Linked DNA regions of Mus musculus: all the other regions are linked to region 5. The links are chromatin contacts, called in public promoter capture Hi-C maps. All regions are on one chromosome and are shown on one strand. The core of a region is the stretch at or near the end of the contact, and the rest is flanking DNA. Distances in the headings are between cores, read along the strand shown.

What was found. Promoter capture Hi-C pulls out the DNA fragments that hold promoters and counts their contacts.
Region 1: a promoter capture Hi-C map of liver shows a contact between it and region 5, with 4 times the contacts expected there. The contact joins the promoter of Esam here to the promoter of Hyls1 in region 5. A contact is called at or near these places in 5 of 39 promoter capture datasets (cranial neural crest, hippocampal neurons, liver and 1 more), 1 of 115 datasets of contacts at active chromatin or transcription factors (astrocytes) and 1 of 9 other capture datasets (liver).
Region 2: a promoter capture Hi-C map of pre-B cells shows a contact between it and region 5, with 6 times the contacts expected there. The contact joins the enhancer-like site here to the promoter of Hyls1 in region 5. A contact is called at or near these places in 2 of 39 promoter capture datasets (hippocampal neurons and pre-B cells), 1 of 484 Hi-C or Micro-C datasets (cardiomyocytes), 3 of 115 datasets of contacts at active chromatin or transcription factors (embryonic forebrain, large pre-B cells and pro-B cells) and 1 of 9 other capture datasets (liver).
Region 3: a promoter capture Hi-C map of pre-B cells shows a contact between it and region 5. The contact joins the promoter of Msantd2 here to the promoter of Hyls1 in region 5. A contact is called at or near these places in 9 of 39 promoter capture datasets (the 3T3-L1 cell line, the C10 cell line, cranial neural crest and 6 more), 1 of 115 datasets of contacts at active chromatin or transcription factors (astrocytes) and 1 of 9 other capture datasets (liver).
Region 4: a promoter capture Hi-C map of embryonic stem cells shows a contact between it and region 5, with 5 times the contacts expected there. The contact joins the promoter of Stt3a here to the promoter of Hyls1 in region 5. A contact is called at or near these places in 17 of 39 promoter capture datasets (the 3T3-L1 cell line, the C10 cell line, the HPC-7 cell line and 10 more), 7 of 484 Hi-C or Micro-C datasets (B cells, Th1 cells, cortical neurons and 4 more), 27 of 115 datasets of contacts at active chromatin or transcription factors (the 230-238 cell line, CD8 T cells, the NIH/3T3 cell line and 15 more) and 5 of 9 other capture datasets (adipose tissue, embryonic stem cells, liver and 2 more).
Region 6: a contact with region 5 is called in a promoter capture Hi-C map of pre-B cells. The contact joins the promoter of Tmem218 here to the promoter of Hyls1 in region 5. A contact is called at or near these places in 11 of 39 promoter capture datasets (the 3T3-L1 cell line, cranial neural crest, embryonic stem cells and 7 more), 2 of 484 Hi-C or Micro-C datasets (B cells and cardiomyocytes), 4 of 115 datasets of contacts at active chromatin or transcription factors (astrocytes, extraembryonic endoderm stem cells, pro-B cells and 1 more) and 2 of 9 other capture datasets (adipose tissue and liver).

The regions. Positions count from the first base shown.
Region 1 is chr9:37,525,775-37,529,696 of GRCm38.p6, reverse strand. It overlaps Esam (endothelial cell-specific adhesion molecule), which reads right to left and starts at 1,608. Exons shown (of 7, transcript NM_027102.3): 1 at 1,407-1,608. The coding sequence starts at 1,476. It also overlaps a transcript of Msantd2 not described here.
Region 2 is chr9:37,227,069-37,231,405 of GRCm38.p6, reverse strand. It overlaps Slc37a2 (solute carrier family 37 (glycerol-3-phosphate transporter), member 2), which reads left to right. Exons shown (of 19, transcript NM_001145960.1): 19 at 1-2,257. Among named protein-coding and RNA genes, the nearest start is that of Tmem218, 21 kb to the right of the region's middle. Within about 2 kb of position 1,370, at least 137 of the 459 cell types and tissues checked have an H3K27ac peak or open chromatin away from gene starts, as enhancers often do. A contact at or near this core is called in pre-B cells and pro-B cells, where this site is marked.
Region 3 is chr9:37,487,180-37,491,590 of GRCm38.p6, reverse strand. It overlaps Msantd2 (Myb/SANT-like DNA-binding domain containing 2), which reads right to left and starts at 2,270. Exons shown (of 4, transcript NM_146222.2): 1 at 1,758-2,270. The coding sequence starts at 2,267.
Region 4 is chr9:36,765,789-36,770,076 of GRCm38.p6, reverse strand. It overlaps Stt3a (STT3, subunit of the oligosaccharyltransferase complex, homolog A (S. cerevisiae)), which reads left to right and starts at 2,455. Exons shown (of 18, transcript NM_008408.5): 1 at 2,455-2,527. Gm26787 (predicted gene, 26787) reads right to left here and starts at 2,190. Exons shown (of 4, transcript NR_166654.1): 1 at 2,037-2,190.
Region 5 is chr9:35,567,984-35,572,246 of GRCm38.p6, reverse strand. It overlaps Hyls1 (HYLS1, centriolar and ciliogenesis associated), which reads left to right and starts at 2,178. Exons shown (of 4, transcript NM_029762.1): 1 at 2,178-2,370; 2 at 3,742-3,792.
Region 6 is chr9:37,205,642-37,209,790 of GRCm38.p6, reverse strand. It overlaps Tmem218 (transmembrane protein 218), which reads right to left and starts at 1,568. Exons shown (of 4, transcript NM_025464.3): 1 at 1,386-1,568.

The sequences.
Region 1 (3,922 bases), core at 359-2,858, 2.0 Mb before region 5:
GTGCCTTCCCCAGGAGCAGCGAGTGCATTTAACCCTCCAGAGGCCAAGAAGGGCAACCTTCGTGGCATTATTAGTAGCATTTTAGGCTCTGGATCTTTGATATGACAAAATCAAACTCAAAAGCTGAAAGAGAAAAAGGAGGGGCCACGGGTGACCTACAGAGGATGCCTGTGATGTTCAGGCAGCCAATATAGGTTTTTCCTCCCTTGCTTGGAGGCTGACATTGCCCTCTCCAACACAGTAAGGGCCAAGCTGAGGAAGAATGCAGAAAAGAAACAGAAGCTGAGGTTGAAGGTGCAAAAGCAGAGCTGAGAAGCTGAAGGCACAGGAAACACTCCAAGCTTTGGAGGGAAGGGCACAGAAGCTCTGAGACTCATATTTGGGAACCTAAGATCTCATGCCCTCAACACCACTAGGACACAGACCAGGCCGAAAGAAACCATGGGTGGGAGCAGGGAGATCCCCATCAATGTCACTGAATCTACTCTACATTCTTCCAGGTCTTACTTGCTCTGACATCCTCTAGCCCAAGGAAGAAGTTAAAGCGAGGATTCTAAACCCAGAGAGCAAAACAGCCTGGGGAATAGCTTATAAGGGACTTAGTTCCTACTGAGTCATTTCTCTCCAGATATAGTACTGGGTGGGCCACCTCCAGCTCCTGCTTAAGATAGTTGTCCTGGAGAGCTCACCCAAACACTTGTTTCAGGAGGTCCCCTTCCTCTTGGACCCTTTGGCACCCTCTCCCTATTTTCCTTGTTCCTTTGGATCTGAGAAAAGATAAGGACGATGGTAGACCTGATGGTAGGCTGTGTGCTGGAGTCTGAGCAACTGACCTCTTCCCGAATTTCCTGTGTCCAAATGACCTCATGGTCAGGCTTTGGGGGCATCTCCTTTGATTTCCAGGGCAGGAAGCAGGAAGGAAAGAAAAGAGCTTGGTGGGGAAATGCTGGGACGTGAAGTACTGCTTGAAGTACTTGCGTCAAGACTGAGGACCAGGCATTCCCTCAGGGATCTTTCACATCAGCTTGAATGAGGGGTGCGGGGAGGGGGGACTGGAACTAAGTCCTTAAGCCTTTAGTCACTGTCTCATCCAGTGCCTCAGCTTATCCAGCTGTGATGAGTGGGGGTAGAGAGTAGACAGGAATAACTGCCTTAACTCATCCCAGAGGTCTTGGCTGGAGATGCCTTTATCCCCCTCCCCAACACCACACACCACACCAAAGCTGGAAGCCGTTCTAGCCATAGAAGGCAGAAAGTGTAGCACCAACCAGTGATGTCCAGAAGTGGAGAGTAATGAGGAAAGACAAGAATGTCAAACAAAAATCCCTTCAAACCCACTCTCTAAAGTCCTCCCCTAGGATCAGATTTACCTGATCAAAGCCCTCCAGACCCGGTGTTTGACTCACCAAGGGTACTCAGTCCCAGGAACAAAACCCGCAGCAAGCTGGTCTCGGGGGTTCCAGCCTGAAGAATCATGGCCCTCCTTGGCCCGGAGTACTCAGGGAGAGTTGGACACACGGTGTCTACAGGTGTTGTGGGTGAGCGGCGGCAACCCGAATGTGCACAGGAACCAGGCTACTGACCAGGGTGGCTCCAACCCAAGTCAGCGGGTGTGCGGATGGGGAGGTGGGGTGGAGACCGACTGGACAGTGGGCGGGGCATTCAAAGGGGTGGAGAGGTCACCGTCCTGCCGGGCGCGGCGCGCTAGTGACTCGCAGCGGGGGAAGAGAGCTCTCCCCAGGCTCAAACAGCCGGATCCGCCGGCCTCTACCTCATACCTCCAGGGCAGGTGTCAGGAATAGAGGGTGAAAAAGGAGGAATGGGGGCGGGGGGACTAACCTAAATTTAAGAAGTGACCCCGACCCGACAATAAAAGCCCTGTATCTGGGGTCAGAACGGCCGCTCCAAGCCTGGCGTGCGGCATCCCGAATCAAAGCAGAGCAGCCTTCTCGGAGGAAGAGGGGAGCCCCCACGTTGTGTAGTGTGGGTTCAGCTGGGTTAGGAGCAGCCGCTGAAATGGGGATTCGAACTTTATTAGCCCACACCTCTCTCCGCCCGGTTCAGGCCCGAGGCTTCTGGGGAAGACATCCAACATAGCCCTGACGCCACAGGCCTTCCTGCTCCTAAGGCTAGAGAGGGGCTGGTTCTCCAGAGTTCCAGAAACCGAGGCCCGAGGCGGAGTGTATGGGGGTCTGGGGGGAGTCTCGGACCTTTGCCTCATGAAAACACGGAAGACCTGGTACAAGGGAGGTGAGCAGGAAACTGAGGCAACAGTCACAGGCTTAATGCTGACCAGGGAGGAGGGAGCAGCTGCAGGAGGACGGGATATAAATAATGTCTTTCCCTTCTGTACAGCCGCTGGTGTCTTCGCAACCGCCCATCCTTGTAGTGAACGGCTTAGGCCAGTTCTGATCCTTTAATTCCCAGGACTAGATCTTTCCGCTGTGAATTTAATTTCAACCCCACACCCCACCCATGTCATTGGGGGCGGGGATGGGGGTGGCGGCACCTCTGCGCCCCCTGATGGCCCGGGCTGCTTCAGCAGGGGGAACGCACCGGTTCCAGCCTAACAGCCAATAAATAAAAATATGCTTCAAGTATTTGGGCAGGGCTTTGCTGCGCAGGACAGAAGGCATAGCCACGAATGTCTGACGTGGCCTGTTCCGAGGGAGCAGAACTGTCAGGCAGTAGAGGCAGCCTGGCCTCCTCATCTCTACACACCCCATCAGCTCCAGTGTTGTGCAATGGCTTTTCCTACCTAAAGAGCCCCAGCCTGGCTCCTCTTCAAATACCAGTCATGCAGTGGCTCTACGAAATGCCTATACAAACACTAGACTGCCCCTGACATCTATGGAATCTACCTCTTTGGCAGCTCAGCTTTCAAACTTTGTACTGTCAAAAGGTGATGTTAGGGATGGGCTGTCTTGGTTTTCCTTGCCTATCAGATTTTTCTAGATTTGAGAATACTAAAAACATTTTTTAAAAAGTGTGTATGGGCCTGCATGTGTCTGCACCACGTGTGCAGTGCCTGTAGAGGCCAGAAGAGGGTGTCGGATCCCCTGGATTCTGAGCTGCCCTATGAGAAGATGCAATCAAGCCCCAATGCTGCGGAAGATCCTTACCCTTAACCCCAAAGCCATGTCTCCAGTCCCATAAGTACCTCTTTCAAACACCCTTCATCTGTTGCCTGGACCACGTTGTCACTCCAAATGAATAACTCCTCCCAGGAAAAGGAAGTACAAAGCTTTGGCTCTTGCCTAGTGACACTGAAGCGTCTGATGACACAGGTGTGTCCATCCCTGCCCAAGAGCTGCTTCCCAAAATCTCTGTTACATAATCAGCTAAGGACCTAAGGAGAGTGACTGTCCCTATGGCACAGAAGAATTCACAGGCTTTTACGCCTGAATTTTCCTCATTGTCCCCTATTCTAACCACTTCTGACCCCGAGGAAGTCGAAACCTAAACATTGGATGAGTGCAAGGTAGGTTCATCATAGGTTTCTCTCAACCACACTTCATGTACGATCTTAGAAAGAATTTATATTTGGGCTGGAAAGATTTCTCACACCAGTCAAGAGGACGTGTTGGTCTTGCAAAGGACAAAAGTTTAATTCACAGCATCCACATGGTGGTTTACAACCATCCATAATTGCAATACTAGGAAACCTGATGCTTCTGACCTCCACGCATGTGGTAGGTACATATACATACACGGAGGCAAGACACTCACACACATAAAAACAATTTAACTTAAAAATTTTCCAGAAGTCAAAACAAAGCTTGACTAAAAGGGCCTCTCTCCCTCCTGGATCTGTTACAAGGCTTATGGTCTTAGTCAGTCCCCTTGTCTGAGACAATGCTCAATGTCAATGTTACCTGACAGCCTATTGTCTTCTTTTCTATTGTCTCTGGTCAGATAGGAT
Region 2 (4,337 bases), core at 121-2,620, 1.7 Mb before region 5:
GGAATGGGCTGAAAGCAGAAAGGAAGGACAGGTTCAGACTCTTGCTTGTTTGGATTCCAAGGCCTGGAAAAGGTGCATCTCTCCTTCCCATGTTAAATTATAAACCTCTGTAATTATCCTGTACCTATGAGGGATTTCACCTTGTTTCAAAGGTGCTGGGCCTCTCTCTCTCTCTGTTTCTGTCTCTGTGTCTGTCTCTGTCTATGAACTATTCTTTCTGTATTTCTCCAAGTAGGACCCTGTTGATCTATCCTCCACTCGATCCTGTTGATAACTCAGCCACTTTGAAGCATTAGTGCTGCCTTTGCAGAGTCAAGGCTTGGATGGGGTACGGGAGCTGTCATAAGTACTAAATGTAGGGGAACTTGCTCTCGGGCTCTTGACCGTGTCCACCCTCAGAGCCCAGTACCTTCCTTGCCTCACTCTTAAGATGCCTCAGTGGATGAAGACATCAGGGTCAGTTTGGTGAAGACTAAGGTGTTGTATACAACTGCAAATGCCAGTGTGAATTAAGCACTGGGTGCTCAAGTCATGACAGCTGTCCTTTAAGAACAAACAGGAAGTGGCTATGGGAAGAACTTAACCCTGAACATAGGTGCCAAGTTTAGCAAGAAATGAAGATACCACTGGAAACATCTGCGTAACTGCTACTGAGCAGTTGCTAGGAGACACCTTGCAGCCACCCTCTGCCTGGTGTTCTGATGCCCCTTCCTTCCGCTCTTGAGTCCTGGTTCACGACATGCCAGGCTGACTCCTGGCATTTCCGCCTGACCTCTAAGCTGCCCATCAGCACCAATACAGATTTCCTTTGCCAACTGTGCCACTGCTTATCCTTGGTAGGGCCTGGCATAGCAGCAGCCATGGGGCTCGTGAGGGGCAGTAAAGCATTGTCACATGAACAACAAAGATTGGTGTTCTGGGGCTGCGACAGCTGTCTTTCCCAGAGGGCATTGCTCATGACATTGATAACACTGTGCAATCCAGCAGGAGCCTAGACCCCCATACAAGATACATCCATTGCATTTACTAGGATGTTGTGTCAGTCAGTGTGTTAGCTAGATACACTGGCCTCAGCAATAAAATATAAAGCTCACTTGCCTGGTTCTCACTTTAGTCCTGCAGGAAGCAGTCAGTCAGGCACATCTTATCCTCAGGACCTGGTACAGGGCAGGGGCTGGCACATGGTAGTCTGCTCAGTGTTCACAAATCCCTCAAGACCAGAAAGACTGACCTTATGTGGAAAGGACAGACTTTAAGGCAAAGCTGTGTTACTTCTGTAGGCCACTAGATGGTGATAGCATCCCGTAGTAGAGTCCAGGGCAGGCAGGGTTGCTATTCCTTCCTCTGCAGAGAAGGAAGACTCTGCTTTCCTGACACAGCCTCTTGAGAGATCAGTGTGGGAGGAGTGGTTCTAGGAGGTCTTCTCTATCTCAGCCTCATTACTTACCACATTCTTCCTGTCTCCTCATCTACACAGGGGAATAACATTGCTCAAGGCATGGGACTGGTGTGAAGGGAGATAAGTGTTAGTCACACTTGCTGCTCTTGTCTCCTTTGCAGAGAAGACAGACTATGAAAATAGAAACAACACAAGCTACAAAGCAATGACCTCAGTTGAGGGCTACATCATTCATTAGTTCAGACCTGATGCGACAGGACTGGTGGGCAGGGCCAGTAGGGGCGATCCTGGTGGCTTCACGTGTGACAGTATTTGAAGGAAGAATCCAAGGGCCTTGGATGATCAATATGAAAAGGCAGTGAGAAGCAGAAGACAGAAGAAGCTAATATAAATCTTGTCATGCTGTCCTATGCTGGGATAAGGACCAGAGCATGGACACACGCACACATGCACTCCAGGCAGGCAAGAGAGTCATTAGAAAGCTTCAAAAGATTTGTGAGAGCCCAGAGCCAGGCTTCAAAAATGAAGGCTTAGGCTGGAGGTGTAAGAAGAGGGTTGGAGAAAACCCCAAAGGCTGAGGATCACCACCCCCATGGACCGTTCTGCACTCGCTTGCCAGGCCAGGTTCTCTGCACCCTCCTCATCCCCCCAACACGCCAGCTCTGCGCACAGTTTGTTCACTAGAGGCCTGGTACCTGTCTTCTCTCAGGCCTCTGCACTCACACGGGGCTAATGCAGGAACATTACCTTAATTAGTTATTCATTTAATTTAACTTCACATTTGGTCTCAATTAAGCTTAAAATGTTCTTCCTTATAGATGCTACAATAGCACGTGTAATTAAAAGGCAATAACTCTTTGTGTTTCTCCTTTAGAGACCCACTGGGAGGCTGGGCTAGTGTGTATGAGGAGTGGCAGGTGGGAAGTAGCTGGAAGGGAAAGAGCCTCTTGTAGAGCTGAGAATTTTAAGGCTTCACTGAAGGAGTGAGGAAGGACCTAAACATGGGACCAGACAGAGGGTGGGGAGGGCCGCTGCAGGGAGCCATGAGACCTAGACAAAGCAACCGACCTTGTCCACGAGGCTATGGGAATAAGGGAGGTTTGGGGGTGGAAGGAGGCCATCCTTACAGCTAAGAAATGGAACCCTATATCCTGTAGAAGGTGTAATGCCTCCCCCCCCCCAGACTGTCTACACCCTAATTCTTAGATCCCATAAATATATTGTGCTACATGATAAACGAGACTTCTTGAGATGGGTTGTCAACTGAGCCCAGGATAACTACAAGGCTCTCATGAATGACAGTGAGGCAGGGGTGGAAAACAGTGGAAGATGTTACATTGCTGATTTCTGAATGCAGAAAGGGCTCATCAACCCTGGAATGTGAGGGACTTCTAGAAGCTAAAGAATGCAAATAGGTCCTCCCCTAGAATCTCTCCTACAGTATTGTCCTTAGCCCTGTGAGACAGTAAGATAATACATGTGCATTGTTCTAAGCCATGTGAAGTTTGTAATGTTTTACAGCAGCAATAGCAAACTCATACGCATCATTAGTGCAAAACAGGCATGACCGACTTACAGTCAGAAGCATAGAAAAACTGGAGCTCCCAGTGCTGGGAAGCTGGCTCAGTGGGTAAAATGCTTGCCGGGTAAGCATGAGGACCCGAGTTTGACTCCCAGAACACGCTCGAAGAAGAAAAGTATGGGGGCAAGTTAATTGTCCAGCACTCGAGAGGCAGAAACAGGAAGATAGTAAGCTCCAGACAGTGAGAATTTACCTAAGACAAACAAAAATCAAGATGGATGGCATCTGACAATGACACCTGAGGTTAACTTATGGCCTCCACATGCATACATATCCACCAGGCATGTGCACGTGCATGAGCCAAAAACCTCAAAGATTAACAGGTATACAGGGGTGGCCACATAGCACCGAGTACAGCAGCATCCTTACCATCCTTTTAGAAATAACTCTAAAGGGGATGTGCCCTCTTTTGGCTGCTGCACAGTGCCCCAATCAGAGCTCATCAATGACATCATCTTTAAGTATACTTCAACTACTTTAACCCCCACTCCTGCCCAATTCCAGGCTTCCTCCCCACAATCAACAGCTCCTTCTAGGGGTTTCTCTCAAGTGGATCTGTGTGGCCTGAATTTGGTCCCTTTAATCCTGTTTGTACCTTACAGACACATAGTGTAATATAAGTGTTAGGAGCTTGAACACTGAGCCAAACTGCTTCACTTCCAACCTTGACTCCTGAATCCCCCTGTTGAATGATTCCCCCAGTCTGTACCTGTTGTATCAAGTGGAGACACAAACAAGACCCACTTAATAGATCTGATACATGGTGACATAAGCGTTTACAGTGCGCTTTGAGAATACCTGGCATCTTTGCTGCACGTAATAAAGACTGTCTTGTCTGCACGTATGACATATGCTTATTCCCAGGCTTGGGGTTGGGGTTAAAGGGTCAGTTCTATCAGCTATAAAAAGTCCTTTCCAGTCCTAAACTGTCACATTCCACTCAGGGTAATCAACAAGTTTCCAGATTATTTTCTGTATCTAATTCTCGCATCTGGTTAAGCCAATGGCTGGACTGACACATTTATCATTTGTTCTTATCAGTGTTAGTAGTTCTAAAGAATTTTTACCTTTACAGATATGAGTGAGAGAAATGGTGAGTGCAAACAGCTAACCAGTGGAAAACTAAGGAGTTGCTTGAAAGCAAAAGTTGATCTTTAAGGTATGAGATGAAAATGAATGGAAGAGGAGTTAGTGCTGGCGCTTCAAGTCTGAGAGGCACTACTACTGTGAACTTGCAACCCCGTCTTTTCCTCTGCCTGTTTCCCATCTGTGAAATAACAGCACATTTCTTTGCACGCTGGGAATCAAATAGAAACACCTTGCTTCTTCAGCGATGGGACTGAGTTGATAGGAAAG
Region 3 (4,411 bases), core at 1,021-3,520, 1.9 Mb before region 5:
TGGAGGTCAACTTGATCTTACCTGTCTGAAAACAGGTAAACTGATCCTCTAAATTCTTCAGAGGCTCAATCTCCTTTCTTTGCTTTAGATTTCCTTCTCATAACTGGACAATGAAGCATTCCAACTAGATATCCCCTGGTTGTTTGAGAAACAATTTTATGGAGAGATTTACATTCAGCAAGGTTTTGATAGTACACCTTGAAAATCCTATGAATAAAAATCAAGAAAACAGGCATAATTTACAAATGCCTAAGACACTCTCAGAACTCCAGAAAAGTTTGTGGGTGGATGCTACACAGGGCAGCTCAAAGAAACTGCCCCAAATTTAACATGAACGACCCTGAATAAAGCAATGAATGAAATCCAAACAACATATTATCTAGTACATATTATCTCAATGACATTCTTGTTTAACAAAGGAGCTCAATAAGAATCCTCAAATGAACATAATCAAATAATCTAACTTTGCTTTCTAATGGGTGTAAAATTAATCTAACAGTTAACAATGAAACCGCTGTTTCTGGAACAAATTTTCTAAGTAACAACGTCTCCAAATGAACATCTGTGGAGCCAAGGCCTCATGAACTATGGCACAATCCCCCCCACCCCCCATTCAGTGTGATTACCCTTACTTAAACAACTATTCTTACTGAGTTTTATGGTTGTTTGCTAATGTGATATTCTCAGTTGTGACTCTTTTTCGTCCCCAGAAAAAGTAGCCTTCACTATGAGAAGTGAACACTAGGTAAACACAATGTAATGTTTTCAATGAAAACTGGGAGAAACTCTGAGCAGACACTAGTAAGAGGGAAGAGCTTAACTAAAGTACAGCTCCTTGTCTGCAAAGGCAGATACGAAGGCCTAGACAACGCATTAGAAACAGTAAACCGATATGCAGGCTGATGGTAAAATTAACCCACATTAAGCCTCCACATTTAAACATGCTGATGCATAAGGATGGCCAGATGCATACTCGGTTTTACTTGTCCGCATCCGGGCACCCTAACTAAAGCAGAAAAAACCTGGGTGACAAGAGAGGGCTTCCTCAGAATTAGAAGCCTCCTGACTCTCAAGGCAACCTGACTCTGAAAAGATCGCCAGTCCAAATTCCAAAAGAACCTTCAAGCAGACTAACGTTCAAGGTGTCCTCTACTGTCCTCTACCTCCACGATAACAATACACGACCTTTCTTTCACTAAGCCTTTCCAGCTCTCCAAAAGCACCTCAAATCTTGCTAGTCCTTGTATCACCTCAACTGACAAGCAAAGCGACTGACACAAAAGGCCAGCCGTCCCAATGCTCTATTCTTGAAACTTCAGCAAAGGAAAAAAATCTTACACTGGGCGCTCATCCGGCCCTCTGCTACCCTTCCTCAATTCCATCCCAGCTGGAAAGCTTCAGTCTGGGAGCCCCTCTATCTGGGAACAAAGCAGTGCGGGCGACAGCACCCGCGACAGTTGCGGGCCCCGCGCACAATGAGAGAAACTACCAACTTCAGAGCGCAGGAACATCCTCAATTGGCAAGAAAGAGGGGCGGCGGCAGACACGCCCAACTTCAAACTCAGGAAACCTACGGGCTGGCGGCCATCTGGAAAGAAGCGCCCCTTCCCAGGGAGAGAAGAAAGAGGCGGAGCAGACACAAGGGATACCCGGGGCCCGGGAGGGGAGCCCCGCGCTCGGCCCGGCCCCCGCCCCCAGGCCCGTTTCCCCGCCTTCTCTGCCTCTGGTTCGCAGCCCCGGGCAGAGCGGCCGGTTACCTTGATGCGCTCCCGGCACTGGGACGGGGTCCGCTCGTAGCCCAGCTCGGCCAGGGCCCGGGACACGCGCTCGTACATGGCCGGCCCAGGGGCCTTGCTGCCGAATACCGTGCCGGCTCCCTCCAGCTGCTGGTACCGCGCCTCCACCAGCCGCTCGTTGCCCCATACAGCGATGAGCGCGTTCGTCTCTGCCGGCGTCCACGACATACCCCGGCAGGCGGCGGCAGCGGCCGCCGCAGCCCCGCCACTGCCGCCGCCGGGCGAGAAGGAGACCGAGGACGAGGCAGCGCCGCGGCCCCCCAGCCCCAGCCCGAGACCCCCGGACGCCGCGGCCCCCGAGCCCGCCGCGCTGCCGGGCCCGAGAGGGGAGGCTCCCCGAGGCGTGGAAGGGTCGGACAGCGATGGGTTCCCGTCGCTCAGGTCGCCGGGAGACGCCGGGGAAAGCACCTCCATCTTCGGAATTTTGAGCGGCGAGTTGGCGGGCAGCTCCGAGCCACAGGGCGCAGCCATCTTCCAAGCCGCCGCCGCTGCACCGCCCGGAAGTGACGCACCCCTGCATCCGGCCACCGGGGTCTCCGGGGCTGCCCTGGGGCCTGGCTCGGGGCTGAGTGGCTCGCCGCGGTCAGAGGGCCCGGAGGATGTGTCTGGCTGGCCCAAGCAGCCCGCAAATCTTCGCCTTTCCCCTCCAGCCAGCTGGTGCCGGCCGCTCCTCTCCCGGGAGGAGAAGCTGGGACCCGGCGCACCCAAGCTCCGAGCAGAGAAGGGTGGGGGCATGAGGGCGCGGGAGTGAAGGACTGGTTGGAGCCTCCCCACTTCCTTTCCAATCTCAACCCTCACAACAGGGGTGAGGCCCGCGAGGGCCTCGAATTAAGGACGAATTGGCTATTTCTGTTTTCCTGTCTCCGCCCCTGAGCCTATCCTCCCTCTAAGCCCGCCTTTAGGTACGGGAACCGAGGTCCAGACTGGAGACTAGGAAACCCTACAAAGGGTATGTGGAGGAAGGCAAAGCGGGAAGGCTGCTTGCAGTGGTTCTGGACAAGACTTTCGAGAACAGATATGAGTTAGAGTTTGCACGCTTTAGCTTTTCAAGAAACTCAGCCTCTATAGCAACTCTGATTGCACTCACGTGTTCTGCTAGGCAAACACCCTGTCACTGAGCCACACCCACAAGCTTCGTTTCGTTTGTTTTCTTGTTCCTCTGAGTAACTGTGTAGCCAATGATAAAGTAAATGTCTTTCTTGCTTTTATACAGTATCTATAATGGGGACATGAAAGAGCTCCAGAGCCCAGCAGAATAGCTACTCCGGTACCTCAGTCCACTGGGATTTGGGACTGGTTTAAAATTTCCCAGTCAAGTTCAAGGAAATGAAACTGTTCCTGTGACCTAGTAGTAAATTAGCACTCATCACTCACTCCTGAATATTTCCGTAAAGTCTTGAACATTGAAGTATCATATAGCTATAAGATATAACCTTGTTTGTGTGGTATTATTTTGGTTTTTGACACAAGGTTTTTCTGTGTTATCCTGGCTGTCCTGGAACTAAGTCTATAGACCAGGCTGGCCTCAAACTCCGCCTGCCGCCTCTGCCTCTGGAATGTTGGGATTAAAGGCCTGAGCTGCCACCACCACCTAGTCAATTTCCATATTCTTTAAAGCTGGAAATCCTGTTTATCTCAGATCATTAACTTTAAAACCTCAGTAGTGGCAGAAAGATGCCTCAACCAGTACAGGTATTTGCTGCCAAGCCCGCCCAATGACTGAAGACAACCTGCTCTCATGACTTGTTCTTTGACCGTCATACATGGGACATGCCACCCATATCCCCACACTTACACACAAAATTAAACTTCATTTTAAAATGTGTTCGTTTAGTTTTATGTGTATAAACGTTTGCCTATGTGTGTATGTGTGAAGGGGCCTGATGTTGGTAACGGTCAGCAAAAGGCATCAGATCCCTTAGAACTGGAATTACAAGACTTGCAAGCCATCTGCAGGTTCTGAGTCCCTTGTAAGAGTAACTAATGAGTAATCTCTCCAGGCCCCACGCAAGATAATTTAAAAAAAAGGGGGGGGGGGTGTTTGTTTGTTTGTTGGTTGGTTTTGGTTTGTTTTGTTTTGTTTGTTTTTTGTTTTTTCGAGACAGGGTTTCTCTGTTATAGCCCTGGCTGTCCTGGCACTCACTTTGTAGACCAGGCTGGCCTAGAACTCAGAAATCCGCCTGCCTCTGTTTTTTGTTTTTAAAGCAGACTGTAACTGAGGCAGCTGACCAATGATATTATGAATAAATTATGCAGTCTCTCTCGGTCACTCAGTGTTTTTCTAACTAACAAATATATGTTATGGTTTTGCAAGGAAAAGAAAAAGCTGAAGTCAGCCAGTTATAGAATAATGGTGGTCATTGTTGAAAAGCCAAAGGATTATGCTTTAAGTAATAAAATCAGGCATAACTATCTTCATCTGTCATAGTAAAATGCCATCATAGCATGCTTTAACCCCAGCACTCAGGAGGCAGAAGCAGATAGAGTTCTGTGACCACCCTAGTCTTACATGAGTTCCAGGCCAGCACTACAAAGTGAGACCACTGTATTTTGTTAAGTTTGCTGTATAAAGAAGTCTTAAGAACCGTTACGGAATTTATTTATTTGGACAAGTC
Region 4 (4,288 bases), core at 1,206-3,705, 1.2 Mb before region 5:
TTTAATCACTTAGAATCCTAAAGGTAGTGTCTTTTAGAAACAGGTTCTATTAAAAAAACAGAGCTTTCAATAATCTTCATATTTTCCCCCCTCAACGGTCTTTTTTATTCCCTTTTAGGGTGCATGCAGATTAAGGAAAAGGGAAAATTCCTGAGTGGGAGGGGCTTCAAGGGAGGAACACCTTTTAAATAGTTTTATATATATATATATATATATATATATATATATATATATATATATGTGTGTGTGTGTGTGTGTGTGTGTGTATTTATCAATATATATGTTCATGTGTGTATATACATATATACGTATATATATATATATATACACACACATATATTTAAATTTCTTTTAGCTCTTTTACCTCTTTTGCTATGTGAAACTTAATCTAGGACCTCATGCATGCAGGGAAGCATGCAGTTACTGAATTACATCACCAGGCCTCTGTTTACTCTTTGAGATAGGGTCTCATTAAACACCCAGGATGTCCTTGAACTAGCTACACGAAAGCCCTCCACCAGGCCTAGGCTAGCATCCCTTAAAACTTTTTTTTAATTTCTTTTAGGATTTATTTATTTATTTATTTATTTATTAGGCTAGCATCCCTTAAAACTTTTTTTAAAAATTTCTTTTAGGATTTATTTATTTATTTATTATATGTGTGTACACTGTAGCTGTCTTCAGACACTCCAGAAGAGGGCATCAGATTTTTGTTACAGATGGTTGTGAGCCACCATGTGGTTGCTGGGATCTGAACTCAGGACCTTTGGAAGAGCAGACGGTACTCTTAACTTCTGAGCCATCTCACCAGCCCCCTTAAAACTTTTATTATTACTGTGTGTATGTGTACAAGTGTGCACATACATGCCACAGTGGAGGTGTGGACAACTTTGTGGGGTCAGTTCTCTTCTACAACCTTTAGGTGGATCCTGGGTAATCAAATGCAAGATTGTAGATTGTAAGGGGGCAACTGTCTTTACCCACCAAGCCCTAGCATTGTCCCTAGTCCTGACCTTAGCATTTTTTTTTTTTTTTTTAAAATAAAACGTCTGAGGTGACCTCCCACCATATAATGCCGTGGTAAAAGTCTTCGTCAGTTTCGGGCACTGTAATCTTTTGTTTCCCAGACTCTAGAACTGTGAGAAATAATTTATCTATGTAAGAAATTAAGCTAGGTTTTGAAGCCACAGGAGTTTGAATGTATGTAAAGTCCTCATGCTTATCTCCTTCAGATTAAGATGCCTGGAATTAGCTCCTCCTGCCTCAGACTCTGGGAGCACTGGCATCACAAGTGTGTGCTTTGCCGTTATTCTTGCTAAAATAAAACTACATGGAACATTTACTATAAAAACAAAAGAGAAGAGGTATTGAGTTAGGTCCTGGTGTAAAAACTGGTCATGAGCATTTTGAGGAAATGCATTATTGTAATAAGTACTGATTTCAATAGTTGGTGCTTCCCTTCATGGGAGAGGAAAAGAGAAGCCAGCGTCACTGGCACCAAATATGAATGGTATCTGGATGGTCTAATCTTACCGTAGCCTTTGGTTTGAGGCTTGTAAGGCATGGAAGTGTTCGAATTAGTACATCTGTTTATATGTATATATCGGAAAAGACTGGAGTTTGGCAGCTGAAACCCCTTCCTGTGCCCGTTCTCAGTACCATCCTCGGAGGGCCCGGGAGGAAAGGTCACCCTCGCAGGGGCCCGGCGATGCTAAGCTGCTCCTGATTGCCCAGGGCTAGCCGCTCCGAGCCTTGAGATAATTTCTGCAGGCTATTGCCGGCTCAGCCCGACTCGGGCGGTGACACCCTAAAAAGGCCTCCCGGGCCCTTCCATAAAGTCAGACCTGAGTGAAACGTTTCGGTGAAATTTGTCAAAGGTCCCTTTATCGAGGTTACTGCAAACACAGAAACAATTCTTGGGCTTATTAGTTGACACATCTTACACAAGGTGGGTTCGTGTGAACCATGGAGGCTGAGAGTTTTCACAACATATCTTCTCTCCTTTAACCGTTTAATAGGTAACGGGCCATTTCTACCTTAAAAAACAAACGGATCTGCAGCCCAACTTTTCCGGACGTGGTACGACTGCCGCTTTCTTTACGTATTTCCGCTTCTGCTCATGTGACCAGGGTACAGCGTCCACTCCTTCCTATCGCCGCTCCTTCCTGGTCCGCAGACCGACACGTCACTGCTCGGCTCTCAACCAAACTGTTCAGAGCACGCTCTTTCCGCGCGTTTCGCTTTCCCGCGCCGGCCTATCACAGTTCGGTGGGACTTCATAGTCACGCCTCTCAACAGGGTGAATGACAGTCACATTGTCCATTCAAAAGGAGGAATCCAGACTCGATCCACGCCCTCGAAATGACAGACAGAACCGTTATCCTGTCGGTCCCCTGAAATATACATCGACGGAGGCTAGCCAATGCGGAGCGGGCAGGGAGGCGGGCCTTGGCTGCTGTCAGGGTTGAGTGCGCCGCTGAACGGATGGCAGGGGGAGCAGAGTGGGTTCCTGAGGAGCATCCGTGAGGTGAGAAACTCTGGGGTAGCGCTAGAGGATTAGCGGCAGGTGCCGCGCGGGCTGTTGGCCGGCCCGAACGAGGTGCTGGACACAAGCCTGTAGAGGTGGGGAGCAGAGCCTGCCTGCGGCCTGGGCGGAGGAGGGGGCGTGGAGTGTGAGATGGGGACGTCCAGGCATTGGGGCACCAGACGATCTGAGGAAGGGTCTTGGCAGAGCAATGCACTCTGGCCATGAGGGCGTGGGGCACAGGATCCTGGGACTAGCTTGGAAGGGCCACGCGGAGTGTGCTGAGATAGTGGGTTCGAAGTCAGTGAGGGTGCACAAGATGACGTGGAAACGTATGTGGGAAAACCACCGAGGCTGCAGCCCTAGAATTTAGAGCTCGGGTGGGTCAAGGCTTGCAGACACAGCTGAGAAGCAGAGAGATGATGAGCAGATAAGAAAAGCGTCCTTTCCCTTTCTGTACCCTATCGGTGTGTGGAGATTGCCAAGAACGGTATGAAAACTCGCAGTGTTTAGCTTTAAAGTCCAGGTTTTAGCACTCTCGCTGCCTTTGCTTACTCTTCAGGTGTGTGGATCATATTAGCTCAGTGGTGTTTAGTTTCCATGTCACTTATCTCCTGAGAACAACTACAAACCCAAGAGATGGGACTGAGTTGTTCACTTCCCAGAATTAGTGCGTGATAAGCCTTCCCTTTGGAATTATAATTAATCACACCAGCCCAAACTGCTCTTTTGGTATAGTTAATTAAAGGAAAGATGTTAGACTTCGCAGTGTGAGTCTTCGTGTTTTCCATTTTGTCCAGTGTTTTCCTTTTGCAACCCCCTGGTCCCTGGAAAGAAGGGAACAAGATAATGCAGTTTCCCCTTTCCCAGCATAGTTTTGAACAGTGCTACGTTTTCTCAGTTGCCACACTCTTTGTTTCTTAGTCCTTAACATACCAATTGTCTATAATTGATCACCATTCTGAACTGTCTGCAGATTGCTTCCCTTACCACCATTCCAAAATTTATTCTGGTCTAGAAGAAACAAAATTATTATTATTATTATTGTAATTTTGCTCTAGATTTTCATCTGGTGCTCCAAGTTCTCTCTGGGTCATGAAATGAGTTACAGGGAAATAGACCTGAGCAGTAGTTACAGTTTGAACTTTGAAAATGAATATGTAGTGGGTGGCCTGAGTATATTTCTCTCTTGAGTGCATGGATTGAACTTGCATTAGTGACCACCTGCTCTTTAGTTGGCCAGAGAGCATGCACACTGGGATTTGGAACAGAAAAAAGCTTGTAGCCAATCAATTGAGGCTTAGATTTATAGCTGGAAATTATGTCTAGTCAGTCATGATTTCTAGATTTCTCCTTTCACTTCAGTAAGTAATGTTCATTTCCACTTTCCCTCCCTTCCCACTTACCTTCCTGCCCAAATTACCTCCCCCTCTTTCCCCACCTTCAGCCCCACTTAACTTTCTCTGTGGCAGGGTCTCACATTAACCCAAACTGACTCAGAACTTAACTGGGTCCATGCTGAACTCAACAGTACAGTGATCCTCTTCCTCAGTATCACCAAGTGTTGGGAATCTAGACATGGGCTAGTGTACCTGGCTTGTACGCTCTCCTCTCATGCCCACTTATGTTTCCGTGATTATTTTCTTTTTCCCTTTTAACAAGTACCTTTGTTTGGTTTTCCCTCTTTCTATTTTCACGTCCTTTTCTACTTTCCTTTCTCCTCCACTTCTGTTTCTTTCTGATCCTTGTGTCTTACTTTTGCTA
Region 5 (4,263 bases), core at 929-3,428:
CATAAGGATGGGTTCTACTGACTGAAAGACAACTCTCAGGAGTTGGGGAATTCATGCGGAGGCTAGTTCCACAGAACAGCAAAAGATCAGCATGTTATCTGCCTCTCTGTCTCTCTGCTTCCCAGCTACCACAAGATGAGCAGCTGTGTTCTGCTCCCTCTACTTCTACCCACCGTGATATTCTGCCCAACCATCACCTAAGAACAGTAGCCCTAAATGAGCATGAGCTCAAACTTGGAACCACAATAAATCTGTCCTCCATTTCAGTGTCTCTATTAAGTCACAGCAACAGAATGCTAACACACACCTCAAATACAATGTGCTCAAAGCTTAACTCTACCTCACCCAAAAAAGTCTTTTTCCAGTATCTCCTGTTCGAGAAAAGAACATTCAGCTGCACCAGCCAGAAATCTATGAACTAAGAAACCACACTTGATCTCTCACACCTCAGCCTTATAAAATATGTGTTCTGGTCATAGACACAAAATATATCTGTCTTTCCCCTTCTTAATATCCTGGCCATTACCATCCTAGCCTACGTACCACAACCTATGCCTCGAATATGCAATTATGTCTCATTCAGATTTTACATAAAATTGTGCATTCCTCTAATCCATTATTCTCAAGGAAAGAAAATAATTTCAAGAATAAACCTGAGTATTTCATAGCATGCCCCAATTCTGCTTCAGATACCCAGTTCCATAGTTCTTTGGCTAAAGTCAGATTTGCTCCCATTGGCCTACATGACCTACCTCTTAAGCTCATCTCTACTGCCTACCTTTGTTCTGTTTCTCAAATCTGAGTCTGCCATCTGCCTACATCAAGGCCAGCCTGGGCTACATGGCAAGCTCCTAACTTTGAGGTATAGAAATGAAGCTGAATGTCCAAAAGTAGGTAAGAAAATGAATCATCTAACCTTGCTTAAGACACATTAGCTGGAGGTTCCATGCTAAAGGAAATTCCATACAAGCATTACATGAAAGCAGGATATTTGTCCTAAGAATGTGTGTAATAAAGTAGTGTCACATTGTCCATCAAGGGGTAGTCATTCAGTTTTCATAAATTCTTAACTGCCTCAGAGGTAGAGCAAGGGCCCTGATTAAAAAGCTAAGTAGGCAAGTGATAAGAGGCAGAGGCAGGTGGATTTCTGAGTTTGAGGCCAGCCTGGTCTACAAAGTAAATTCCAGGACAGCCAGGGATATACAGAGAAACCCTGTCTCAAAAAGCAAAAAAAAAAAAAAAAAACCTCAACAAAAAAAGAATTGTTTGGAAGATTTAAGCATTCTAGCATTTGAGGGGTGGGGGTACGTATGAGTGCTCTGTCTGATGAACACCCGCTCCCAGAAGAGAGCATAAGATCCCTTTATGAGCCAACCATGTGCAACTATGTGATTACTAGGAATTGAACTCAGGACCTATGGAAGAGCAACCCGTGCTCTTAACCCCAGAGCTATCTTAACAACCCAGCTTTCTATATATTAAGAAATAAACACCTATTTGTATTTGATGTAGAAAGTTAAAGTACGGGGGATGGGGGCCTCTTTTCCGATCTTACCCTCAGTAGTCCCCAAAGCACTAGGGTCCCTTTTTTTTTCTTTGTAAGTACACAAATCATTGTAAACGTCAGACATACATGTAATATTTTTATTATACTATTTTGTTAACAGTACGCTAGAAAAGGAGGGCAATAATAGTGCGTTCTGGAAGAGTGCATACCGTGCCGCGGGGACCGCTGCAGCTGGAATTGGTCGGGCGGTCCTATCGCGGGTTGCAGTGGAGACCGACTCACGAGCCGGGCCAGCCACGCCCCAGAACCCTCCCCTCCGCTACCCTCCGACGCCGCCGGCCACAGCCAAGAGCGGCTGCGGCACGGAGCAGGGCCAGCCCGTTGCCTAACCGCCAGACTAACACCCACACGACCAAGAAACAGATTCCGCGCCACGGTCCGGCGGGTTCCCACTTCAGCTCCACGCCCCAAACCCCGCTTCCGGGCCCGAGGTTGGGGAGGGCTTAGAGAAAATGTGCACCAATCGTTATGTAGACGTGGAGAACGTCTGGCCTCTGGACCAACGAGAGAGATGGTGGGCGGAGCCAAAGGCGTGGGCTCTCTTCGGGATTTAAACTTGAACAGCGGACCGTTAACGACTACGCTGAACGTGGAGGTGTCGTGCGCCTGCGCGAGTGGGAAACAGCGTTCCGGGGTGAGCCGCGACTGCTAGACCCTGGGCAGCGGCGGCCGAGGCTGGTGAGGATCACGGAGCCGGAGCGGTGGACCTTTCCTGGGACAGGGTGCAGCGGAGCCCACGCTCTTTCCCTCGGCCGCTGCGCGTGGATTCGCGTTTTCTTCCCTGCCAGGTTCTGGCGTTCAAGGTAAATCTCGGCAGCGTTGCTCGGGACGTCTTTAACTCGCAGCCCGAGCACAGGCCGCCCAAGCCCCTGCAGGTCACAATGTAATGTACACCTTGCCTGCGCCACTTTTGCCCGGTGGGCAAGCGAGTGGACAGAGCCCTCCCTGCCAGCATGGAAACGGGGACGGGTCCCTGGGGAAGTCGAGCTCACGGCACGCCCGTGGCCAGATGGTGCGACTGGTGGTGTTATTGTTGGAAGAGCAGGGAAGTAGCCTCAGGTTTGGGTTACACCTTCCGTGGATTCAAGTGTACAGCCGGCTTGCTTAGGATTTAGGATAGCAAGTAAAACTGAAGGAACCCCTCTGGGTGATCTTACCCCAGAAAGAGTGAGAAAACCCGTATAAAAACTATACAATACAAACAAAAATATCACTGTGCCCTTTCTTTCAAGTTGGCTAGGTTTTTTCAGTGTGCAGTGCTGATGAAAGTGAAAATAGAGGCACTCTAACGCGTGTGTTGAGGTAATAATCAGTTTTTCTAGAGAGCAGTTTGTCATTCAATTTAGAAGTTAAATTGCACCATAATTTCAGTTATAGCCAAATACAGGAATTTAAAGGGTTAAAAATCCCACCCCACCCCCCAGCCCTGAATCTTTTTACTGTAACTAGGTAATCCTGGAGCATTAAACTGTTTGAGGGTTTTTTGTTTTTAAGGGAAAGGTAATTTTAGTCACTATTACCCATATTTATCCTCGATATATAAGATGGCTTAGCTTGTGAGATCGTTGTAAGCAAAGGAACTGAGTATAACCTATAAACATGAGAAGTTGCATTTCACTTGTAAGCATCTACATATTTGAGGTGTAAAAATGAAGGGGACATAATTTGAACACAAAGGAACAGGACTTTATCACTGTAAGGATGCCATTAAAAATCATCTTGGCTTTAGTCTAAAATCACCCCAGGCCAACTCCAGAAGAGATATATACATGTCTCAATTAAACTTCAAAACCTTTTGAAGTAATTCCACTTTTTAAGTGAAGTAAGCTTTATTCCCTACTTTACATTTTTCTAACATTCAGTCCTACTTTGGAGTTTGTATAAATATTCTCTCTCTGAAGTAATTTTGTAAAAATACCTTTAGGAGCTTCTCATTGACTGCTTCTGTGATGACAACCAAGAAGCTAACTGAACCCATTTTCTTTTATATTCATCCCCAGACAACCTCTTAAGAGGATTTGCCTCAGCCTTGAACTCTTGCTTCTATAGACTCCAGAGTGTAACTAACACCCTTCAGTTAGGGCTCCCCCACCCCACTCCTGCCCCAATGTACTGTGCTTTAGAAATGACTTTTTAAATAAGAATGTTTCTTAAAGTCAGTTTTTCTTTTCTAGGTTTCCTTTTTGTTAACTCAAATACAGCCAGTCAAGGAAAAACAAAATAAGGTAAGAAACTGCTCTGAGGCTCAGAGTTGGGATCCCAGTGCCCAATGGACGCCTTACAAATACCTCGAATTTCAGCTCCAAGGACTCAAAAGATGCCTTCTCCTGACCTCCATGAACACTTGAACTCACACACACACACACACAAAACTCTTCAGAATTTTAAAAATTCAAAGACAAAGCAGTCCTTTTTAAGACTGTTCCATGACAAGTGACTTGTGTCACTGCTTTCCTGGCTCCTCTGCTGGGCCGTGAAAGTTAGTACTGTGCTGTACACTTCTGCACAAGTTACTCACCCATCTTATGCTCTTTGATCTTCTAAACTGGAACTCTTTCCTGAAATCTTCAATTCTCTACCATCCTCCAACGCTAGGAGCCCTAGCATTTAGGCAGCACCAGAATACTGTAAATACTGTGTGTTCTTACATGTTCCTTTAGTTAGCAGTTTCAGGATATGGTGTGTTTTGGGTCTTG
Region 6 (4,149 bases), core at 319-2,818, 1.6 Mb before region 5:
GTCCATTTACTTAAGACACAGAATACCATCCAAGTATTCTCTGAGAGTTGATGCTTAAGCCGACACAATTTTAAGAGTCAATTCGTTAGAAACAAGTAACCTAGAGTAGGAAAAAAACAATTTGTATAAATTTAAACACATTGTGTAGCAGTTGACAAAAGCAAGACAAGGTCAGGTGCTTTGTTGTTTGTTTTTCTCCCTGTGATGGAGACTGTGAGGTTCCTTATAAAGTTCTCCGGACCCTTTTGAATCTATATGTCTTGAATTCTTCCTCCACCTAAGGTTGGTTTGACAGCCCCTTTCACCCAATTTCCAGGGGAAAACAAACAAACAAAGAAACAAACATCCTGCACCCTGGGTTCATTGGATGAAAATCCTGCCCACCACCAGGCTGAGGATCTTTGGTTGTTTTTGGTTTTTGAGACAGGGTTTCTTTGTGTACCCTTGGCTGTCCTGGAACTAGATCAGGTTGGCCTCAAACTCAGAGAACTCTCAGCCTCTGTGATTAAAGGCATGGGCCACCTCTGCAAGACAAGCTGAGAATCTTAAGGGAGAAAACTAATACCTGTCTCAGAGGACAGTTTGCTGTCTGGGGCAGATGGAAATTACAGATAAGGCAGTGTGGTGTAAGGCTGCTGGTGGATGATACCTTGCCCGTACCCCAAATTTCAGGACCAAGTCCTTGAACGCAATAGAAATGGTAGGTTACTGGACAGGATTGCCTTTCTGGAGATATCTTTTTTTCCCGGGTAAAGCTTTGTACACTTGGCTAGCCTCGAACTCACAAAGATTTGACTGCCTGTGCCTCCAGCCTGCTGGGACTAAAGATTAACGCCACTACTACGCCCAGCTCTCTTTTTAACTTTTTTTTTTTTTAATTGCTTATTCCAAACCTTCAAAAATAGTTAGAATGGCCTGATGTGGTAGTACACATCTGTCATCCTAGCATTCAAAAGGCTGGGTGGGGCAAGAGGACCGACCATAAGTTTGAGGCCTGCCGGGGATATTGAGCAAGGCCTATCCCCAAAATCAACAAACTGGAGGAGTGAGAGCCTACACTTTTTTTTTTTTTCCTACTTTAGAAACTTCAGCCTCGTTTGGGTTTTAAAACATTAGGCTAATGCCTCCTAATCTTTGTTGGTTAATCACATGCACCTCTGGGCAAAATCAAATGTCACGACCCCTAAAGACCAGGTGACACCTGACTGACAGAAAGAGGGTGCTTCAGCGTCCTGCCCTTTTTACTGGGCAGGCAGCGATTCAGTCTGCAGGGTTCACCACACATCAGCTCCCAGCACCGCAGCTGGGAACACTGGGGACTGAGCAGTAATCCCAGGCCTGCGGCCAGGATGACCTTCGGTGGCCCGCGCGCCTCCCGCCCTCACCTTCCAGGCGTCTGGGGCCAGCCTCCGGTCCTCACCCGGCTCTCAGGTTCCTCACCAGGACTCACCCCTCGCTCTCTGTCCCCTTCATCCAGGCTTTGGTCTACTTTGGACGAATCACAAGTAGGGGCTCATTTAAGAAATTTAAGATGGACCAATCAAAGCCGCCCTTTCAGCACTTAAGGGCGTCCTCAATAGCTGACGTTGGCTGTGGCTCCAGGCAACGCAAAGCGTGGTGGGTGGGTGGTGTGTACGTCAGTCTCCTTTACGTCCTCCCATTGGTCTATATGTACTGTCCTCAGTTTCAATTGGATAGCAATGCTTGTCAATCACACCTTGGTAAGGATTAAACCCTTGGACAACAACGGGAAGACCGTTTAATAGCTTCTTGCTTTCGCGATTGAGATTGCTCCGACCGATCACAGAGAGCTGTTCCGCGGTCTAGACACCAATTCCTGCCCCGCTATCTATCTGATGACCAGTCCGCAGGAGCCTGGGATTGTGGGGACAATCAAATCGGCTTGGCATTTCAGGATCCCTAGAATCCCTCCTGAATTGAATGCAGATCACTAGTTAAAATAACAACACATTCTCCTTACTGGGCCTTATTTTATTGGTAGTTTTTCTTCCTTTAGGTTTTGACATGTACCGACAAGGCAAGGATCAATGAAACCAAGAGACAGACTTGGGAAGAGGCCCGAGGTCACATAAACCCTTTTCCCTTCTTGCCACCCTATACTGGCAGCTGGTCCACATGTGTGGAAGAGTGTTCTTCCCTAACTGCTACCCAGAATGTGTCAAGATTTTGTATGCAGGCTATAGGGTGTCTGATCAAAAGATCAGGCCAGTGAATGGAAACCGGTCAAAGTTTGCATCCTTCGTCGTGCAAGCGTGAAGGGAAAACAAAAGCAATATAAGATTTGTGAACTGCGGTCCTGGAAGCTGTGTCCTTAGACAAAATTGGGCCTGGATGTATTCTATCTGCCTGCTCGACTGCCTGCCTGTCTCTGTGTCTGTCTCTCCCTCTCTCCCTCTCTCCCTCTACTTCTTTCTCTCGTCCCGTCCCTTCTCTCCAGATTCTCACTATGTAACCCTGGCTGTCCTGGAACTCATTATGTCAACCAGGCTGGCCTCGAACTCACAGATGTGTCTGCCTCTGCCTTCCTAGTACTGGTATTGAAGGCATGAGTCACTAGCCTGGCTTTCAGTGCACTCTTTTTCTGAATTATGAATGAAGTGGAGGCTGATTCAGTTTTCTTGACTGTAGAGACCTATAGGTCCTTACCTCTTTAACGACTGAACGTTAGCTGCCTTATTGAGGAGCTATGCTATTGTTACTGTAACTATGTACTATTAGAAACTGAGAGGATACACAAGAAATAAAATGTTACTCTTGTCTTAATGAGTTTTACATAGTTTTGTAATGGCAGGTCAAGGACACAAGGTGTAGATCTAATTTATAGTTAGTTACTCCAGAGGATAGCACACATGAGAACACTTGGATGTTTAAACTTTTATTTCCTGTGTATGCATGTTCTGCCTACATGCTGCATGTGTACCACCTGCATGCACATATCCCTAAAGGTAAGAAGAGGTTGTGCCAGTTTCCATCCCTTTCCAGCAGTCTGTCTAACTATGAACCCATCTAAGGTAATTAACTCACTGATGAGGCCTCAGGATGCAGTCACTCTTAAGCTCATCAGAGCCAGCCTTTGACATCCAAGCCATAACAAACTTTGTTAGACAGTTTTTTTTTCTCTCCCAAGCAAACAAAAGCAAAAGCAACTCGGAGTAATGTTTAGTTGTCTTTCTCAAATGTGTAAAATCATTTGTTCTTGATAGAGGCGGGGGGGGGGGGGCAAAATAAGCCATTAGGTGTTTTAAGTTAATACAAACTATGATCTCATGGGGACATTTGAAGTTTGCCTGTATGTTTTTTAGTTATCAAAGTGTTCTCTGGTCAGGTGTGGGGAACACCCGTGTTCCTCAAATTTAGGAAGTTGATGCAGGAGGATCACCATAAATTCAAGGCTGGCTTAGGTTATGCTATATGGCATTTTCAACCTATGAGTTGTGATTCCTTTCAGGGTCGAACAGCCCTTTCACAGGGGTCACCTAAGACCATGGGAAAACACAGATATTTACATTATGATTCATATCAGCAAAATTGCAGTTATGAAGTACCAACAAAAAATAATTTCATGGTTGGGGGTCACCATAGCATGAGCAATTGTATTAAAGAGTCACAGCATTAGGAAGGCTGAGAACCACTGAATCTTCTCTCAAAAGGAAACAAAGCTGGGCATGATGACACCTTTAAGTTCAGAACTCAGGAGGCAAAGGCAGAGACAGATGCAAGTAGACCTCTTGAGTTCCAGGCAGCCTGGTCTACAGAGCAAGTTGCAGGACACCCAGGACTACACAGAGAAAAAAAAAATCCTGTCTCAAAACAACAATTCCACCCCCAACACACACAAAACCCAAACCTTTTCTGCGTGAGAGCCATGATTTTTTTGTGTGTATGTCTTCTCAAAAGAAAAACACTTTGTTATGTGAAACTCAAATTCCTATGGCCATAACTGACATTTGACTGCCAAATAGGCGTGCTCGTTTGTTTTTTATGTTGGTTGTGCCTAGTTTCTCCACAACAATGAAAGTTGAGCATTATCAGAGACTACAGGGTTCAAAGTCTAAAATAGTTCTGGGGGTTTTAAGAAAAAGTTGATCTTCTTACCTTAGGTGTCTGCAGTAAAGTCTGCAGTGTTAC